2 separate regions of the Zea mays genome follow, and region 1 is linked to region 2. Evidence: chromatin contacts called from public Hi-C data. All regions are on one chromosome and are shown on one strand. Each heading gives the region's core, a stretch centred on a gene start, on an enhancer-like site or on the middle of the called end of the contact. The rest is flanking DNA. Distances are from core to core; before and after follow the strand shown.

Region 1 (3,614 bases), core at 825-3,324, 330 kb after region 2:
TAAAATTTAGCCCACCATATATGTTTGGATACTCTAGCTAAAACACATAGTGAAGCAATTAATGCTGTACAAAAAGACCAACATGGGGCTCGGGATGGCGCCTGGGATACGGGTGGGTAGAGTTCCGTGGAGGGTATACGGTGGAATTGTGGGCAGAGAAGCCCAGTTTAGCTCCTCCTCGTGGGCTAACGCAGCTAAAGTTTTTTAGCCGCATTTTAGCCGGCCTGTTTGGTATTTTAGGCCATAAATGGGCTAAAGTTTAGCCTTTTTGCTTTTAGCCCAGGTATCAAACAGGCCCTAAATTATGCGTTGATTGAAACGGAATCTATGTACGATGTAGATGGGTGGTGTCACCTCATGCACGAAGGAAAAGCTAATGTACCAGTAGTGTCTTGTGCCAGGTGGTGCATTCATCCACGACCATCACGCACGCGTGCCTTTTCTGCATCGGAGAATACTCGCATATTCACAAATCACATCACACGCCAAAAGCAATGCCGTGACTTGTGGTTAAACGAAAAACAGCAAGGAAAGGAAATAGATAGCAGCAATAGAAACAAAACAGCAAAAAAAAGGGGACAGCCAAGAAAAAATGTATACCAATAACGTAAAAACCAATAATTACGTCATCAGCAGATAAATGTATACCACAGCAAAAGAAAAAAAAATCTTAAAACAAACAAACTCATATGTGTGCTACGGAATCTAAAGGCAAAACGGCGGGGATCGGATTTTAAAACCCCCTGCAGACAGCCACAGATGGGTAATGACGAGAGGAACAACAATAATGCTGCTGGCACGCTCGCGAGAAAAGGTACAGCAGCATACAGCTTGTTTCGTCGATCGATCAATCAATCAGGAGGCTCGATCTGCTGCTACACGCATCATCCAGCTCGATCGGCACGTCCATTACCCGGCTGTACACTACTGTACTCGACACGACCACGGACCGTGCATGTGGCGTCCCCTGCCCAATGATTAGTCGCTCGCTGATTTGCTGCCGATCTGTGTCATCCATCCTTGGACAGCGTCGAACTGTCCTGTGGATCGAACGAACCCAGTGGCGGTGGTTGCACATGCTTGAGCATCGTGAAAGGATAAAAAAAAAGTTCACGATGGCCGTGGATTCCTTCATAGTTTCTCCTTCCTTCGCACGAACACAGCAGCCGAGGCGGACGAACAGCAAGTCAGCAACAGCAGTCACGTACCGTAGCCATGAGCGCAGCAGATCGATTAATTAATGATGACTGGCATTTTAAACCCATCCAAAACTAGAGACGGCAATGGGTACCCGCGACCCGATACCCGATGAGTATTTACTCCATTAGGGTATGTATGTGGCCTAAATATTCTACCCGTTGGTCTGTTATTGGGCAAAAATCTTCACCCAATGGGTAAACGGGTATTAGAACGTTCCACCTTCACCCATATCCGTTAACCCGTAGGTATAAAATACCCAATATAAACTTAGCCCAAGCATAAACTTAGACTTTAGTCATCCATCTTTTTTACTATTTAATAACCTTTTAGGCCATTATGTCATAGAAGACTTAACGACAATTTAATGACCATGTAATGGAACATGTAATTCACCCAATGTGTATTGAATAGATGGTTAAATGATGCTAGAAATTTTGTAATGATATTTAGATGGATATGCTTGATATTTGTATAATATAATATTTTGATAGATGTTTAATTTTTGTGGGTACGGGTGACCCGATGGGTGACCCATACCCACGCGGGTATGGGTATGGGGGTAAATCCATACCCACCAGTGTATATGAGTGACCCGGTGAAGTCATTTTTTTGTTGTGGGTATGAGTATGAGGTAGTAATACCCGGTAGATATTTACCATTTTACCCATTGCCATCTCTATCCAAAACGCGCGAGGAGTGCACGACACGGGGGAATGCGTGGTGACTTTGGCCCATCTACACGGCCCGGCTAAAAACGGACTTCTGGCTCTGCCACGGCCCACGCGAACTAGCGATTCCATCCCGCCCCTCACCGGAGCGAAACCACTGGGGTTCCCGCTCACGAGCACTGAAAAACTGCCAAAACCGAGCGAACCACACACCCCTTGTCAACGCTGTGGCGGCACGGCAGGCGATCCAAGGAAAGCGATGACGGCGTACGACCCCAAAGACGACGTCGACCGCCTCTTCGCCTGCTTCAAATGCGGCGTCTCCCCTCCCAGTATGTACTTACGCTGCTCCCTCCCTCTTCCCCCAATCACTCTTTCCATTTCCCCATCCACATTGCAATCTGTCTCACCGTCCACGATTCGCTCCGCGTTTTCCGTGGCGCCCAGAGTCGGCCTTCAGGGAGAGGCCGCTCCCGCAGGCCAAGAAGTCGCGGGGCTCGCCCGTGTCGGAGACTGCCGGTAGCGGTGGCCGGAGCTCCTCCGATGTTTCCACCACGCCGGATGCCGCAGCGGACAAGGTGAGGCCGAGACATTTTCCTTTTTTTTTTCTGCCTACTAATTTCCAGACCAAAACAAAAAGCTGAGGACCGTTCCGTCCAATCCCCGCGTTTGCTAGCGCGCGGCGCCGTCGTCGGCCAAATCTACAGGCCGCAAGCACATGTCCCCATTCGTGTTCTACGGCTCCCCGCGGGGCGTCCAAGTCAAAAGGCCGCAGAGCTTCCTGAGGCTGCTGCACGTGATCCGCATTGATCTCAAGAAGCAAACCGACTTCAACCCCAGGTGTGGCATCTAGAGGCTGTTTGGTTTGCTACCTAAGACGCCACAACGTGCCTAACTTTTCTGCCTAACCTTAGCTCTTCAATTCGAGCGACTAAGGTTAGGCAGATTGTGGCGCCTTAGGTAGGAAACCAAACATGCCCTAGTCCACGCGCGCCACATTGTGCTGCTCTGTTTGATACTACTCCATAACGCCCGTTTTAGTCTGACTTGCTGGTTGTCGTCAGGGATGTTGTCTGGGCTACATTTCCTAGGCAAGACGAGGCGATCAGGTTCTCTAAGGCATACGCACATACCAATGTCTTTTGCTATCAAGAGCATATGTCCGGTACGCGAAGGTTCCTTGTGTCTACATACGACGAGTTCTGGAAAAGGTTGGGTCACTCCAAGAGCTTCCAAAAAAGTTGTTTCCCAAAACATCATATTGGGGGCTGCTGGCAAAACAAATTCCTCTCAAAAAAATATCAACCCACATCAGAATGCTAATAACTTGTCCCTAATTTTTTTTAAAGAGGCCACATCATCATTGGGTAGGCCCACCGTATGGTAGCAGGTAGATTATTTGACAATTCAGTCCGCAGACTGCTAGGTATTGGAGTTCATAGTGTCAAGTGTAATTGGAAGTAGGCTAAACATGAACCATGGTGTTCTTTAGAATGAGAATACTCGTAGCCATGGTGTTCTTCAAAATGACAATGCTTGTAGCCTGAACATGAACCTGAACTGGAGTATTTCATACAGAACCTGAACTGTCGGCAGTGTTCAGCTTGAGGTTCTAAACTGGAGCAAGTTTCAGGTTCAGGTTACTGTTCACAACCTGGAAGAACTGAAACAATCTGTAACCATTTTGTAACAATCTGAACATATTTATGCAAACAAACAAACAAGACTCCTAGGCCTGCAAACTTG
Region 2 (3,246 bases), core at 309-2,808:
GTTAGTAGCAGATTCATCATAGGCGTTGTTCACTTGGGAGTTTTATGCATAGTGGATCTCTGTTATTGTGCATCATGGCCTCATGGGGTTGTCGTATTGTTGTTGTGCTTTCTAACTTACTCATAATAACAACTTTATATATCATTTATATTGTTTTTTTGTTTGTCTATCTGATCATAAGTTTGTAGCAATAACTTTTTTGTTTGTCCATTTACGTGGGGCAGCAGGCTGTTGCGCTCTTGGGAGAGCAGCCCGTCTACCACGCCGTACAGTGTTCCATTGGCTGCGGGGCCGCCATGCCCTCAGTGGCGCTGCCCGACAAATAGGCTGGGTATTTGGGGATTATCGGCGAAGCATCATGGCTCCCGACGAAGCAGGGGCTGCGACCAGCGCGCTGAACGTTGCTGGGGGCCGCCTGATGCTGGCGGCGTCTGCTGTCTAGGAGCAGCGGCAGAGCTTATGATCGTCGAGACCTTTGATATTAGATTGGTAGGAGCTACGTTCTCTATGCTGACGATATGTTTCCGTGCAACGCACGGGCACCCACCTAATTTATGACATAAGAGAGGGCCGACCTAACGGTCAAGAAGGTGGGTCAGCCTTCCTTCGTGCCAATCCAAAAATCGTGCTAGATCAGTTAGGCTGTCCGCACTCATACTACTCTAAATTTTTACTCTAAAAAGAATATTCTATCCCCGTCAGCAAGACTATCTACTCTATACCACAAACCTCTGCGATCATATTTACTCTATATCTCAACTCTATACCAACTACCATATTTTTTATTATTTATTTTCACCTCTCTCTTATCCACACAGTGTGCCGCGCATGCCTCCTAGCCTGCCTCTCTCTCTGATGCAGTCGCACGCTAGAGTGCGCTGTATGTAGGGTTGTTTCTGGGCAACTCTATCTTGCAGTCACCTGTACAGTCAACCGCTGCGGCGCCATTCTACTCTATAGCCTCACGCTATCATTTAGCGTCTGCTTTCGCGTAGGCGAGTGCGGACAGCCTTAGAACCAATACTGTAGACCGAAGTGCTGTAAGAGCAACTCCAGTAGTTCTCTAATAGACTTCCTAAATCAACAATTTAAGTAGTTAACATAAAAACTCATCTCCAACAGTTCTCTAAATGAACTTTCTAAATTTAACAACTTCTCATCTAACCTTATTTCCTCTCTACATTTGGCAACTATTTAGCAACTCGCTAAACAAAAATGTTTACTGCATTATGTAGATAATGAAGGTAATTGATGACATTTGTGACTTTATTTTTTTATGTGGATAGATATAAAACAAAACTACAACCTATATTTAGAGAACTATTGGAGAACTCACATTTTTTTACTCCCAAAATTATTTAGCAACCTTTTAAATCTGTGATTTAGAGAGCTAAAATTTACATAACTATTGGAGTTGCTCTAAGATGCGTTGGACTGAACTGACACGAATATGATAGACTACGAGCTAGACCAGGCTAGTTTTGGGCTTTTTCGGGCCACGCTCTAGACTGTCTAGCGGGCCTGGCCCGTCTAGCCAGCCACTCACTCAAACGGTGATTCCTTCTCCGCGGAGGGCCACGGGCACGGCGACGCATCCGGCTTCCGGCCCTCCTGTCCCCGGAGGTCACCGCCGCCGTCTTCGTGGGCGGCCATACCGGCCACGATGAATAGCATCAAGTCGGCTATCTTCTCCGGCCATCGGTCGCACCCCCACGTGGGGGCGGCGGCGGTCCCGCAGCAGCAGCTGGGGAGCACCGCTTCGTTCCACTCGACACCCATTCTGCAGCGGAAGCACAAGACCCAGTGGCACAACGTAAATACGTAATCCCGCCTCCCCCCCCCCCCCCCCCCTCCCTCCCCTCTGAGATCTCCCTTTTTCTGCAATTTCTTTGATGACAAATGATGTATCTTTTTTTTATCCGAACGTTGTTTTTTTATCTAGCCCCAAATCTGTTTGATGGAATGGAAGGTCTACGGCACCATTAGTGTGCTTTTGAGGATCACGCGCTTGTTGGACTTCTATTCGGCAAAGAATCGGCGCAGCGTTCTTGCACAATCCTATTATATAGTTTCGCATTGTCTAGTGGATTTGTTTTTTATCCCGCTCTGTACAGGGTGATATATGCAAAAAAAATGATACTCTTGCCTTATAAAAAAGGAGTTGGGATACTCATGGTGTATTTGTTCACTTCTAGATTATATAAGTTGGATTATGGTGGAAGAATATGAGAGTAAAATATTACTATAAGGGCTAGTTTGGAAACTCAAATCCACTTCGGAATTAAAGTGGATTGGACAGAAAATTAGTTCATTTCCACCGCAATCCCCTCCAATCCCGAAGGGGATTTGAGGTTCCCAAAGTAGCCCTGAGAGTACAAATAAGTTGAAATAAGCTAGTAATGGGTAGTTTAGTTCAACTGATTTGTAATCTCAATGTGTTATTTTAGCCTTCTACCCTTCCACCATAATTCAACTTATATAATCCAGGAGGGAAACAAACAGGGCCCCAACCTTGGTATTTGATGTTTGTGAACTGTATGTGTGCTCTTGGGTTGCATTGTGCAATGCTTATTGCTCAAGTGCAGCCGGTTTGAACTTGGGCTAAACCTACAAGGATCAACATAGGCGTCCATGACCTACAAGTTTGTATTTTTTGACTAATTTTGGAAGTGTGCAAAGTGGGTGTAGACGAGTCTATGCTCACTCAGATCTCCACCCTCCGGTCTCGTGCTTGATAAAGCTTTGCATATGGAACTAACCCAATTTCATCAGGACTATCAGGTTGTTTAGGGCTTGGCTTGTGGTCTGTGATACAAGCTCTACTGGTTTTGGATTTATTTGGGTCGACAAGTCCACCCAAAAACTTGCTCAATGAACTAAAATGATATCCAAGTAATAATCTAGGGGCAGACATGAACTAAAAATGTCATGCCGCCATAGTTAAATTAAGGAGCGAGAAATGAACTAAATGGCATGGCACCATAATTAATTAGCTGACCCAGAAAACATCATTAGATACCCACCTGCATCCGGGCATACCTACTTGTGGTCAATTGCACCCCGCTCTTCAAGATGAATATGTTAGAGTACCCGTTTAGGGTTTGGGGTTTACCCCGTGTATTTACCTTCTCACCCCCATGTAATGGGCCTGGCCCACCCAATCCCATGTTAGGGTTAGGGTTTCCCACATTGGTATAGAGGTGGGCTGTTTGTTTTTTCCACCTCCTTCCCCTCCAGCAGCCACCG

The links. Hi-C and Micro-C count contacts between places; a contact is called where the count stands out from the background.
Region 1: a contact with region 2 is called in a Hi-C map of endosperm, with 1.8 times the contacts expected there. The contact joins the promoter of LOC100273296 here to the promoter of LOC100381482 in region 2. A contact is called at or near these places in 3 of 25 Hi-C or Micro-C datasets (ear, endosperm and tassel).

What each region holds. Positions count from the first base shown.
Region 1 is chr7:151,221,404-151,225,017 of Zm-B73-REFERENCE-NAM-5.0, forward strand. It overlaps LOC100273296 (DNA primases), which reads left to right and starts at 2,075. Exons shown (of 15, transcript NM_001147737.2): 1 at 2,075-2,200; 2 at 2,316-2,446; 3 at 2,545-2,708; 4 at 2,933-3,079. The coding sequence starts at 2,128.
Region 2 is chr7:150,889,526-150,892,771 of Zm-B73-REFERENCE-NAM-5.0, forward strand. LOC100381482 (Chaperone DnaJ-domain superfamily protein) reads left to right here and starts at 1,559. Exons shown (of 6, transcript NM_001174318.1): 1 at 1,559-1,813. The coding sequence starts at 1,664.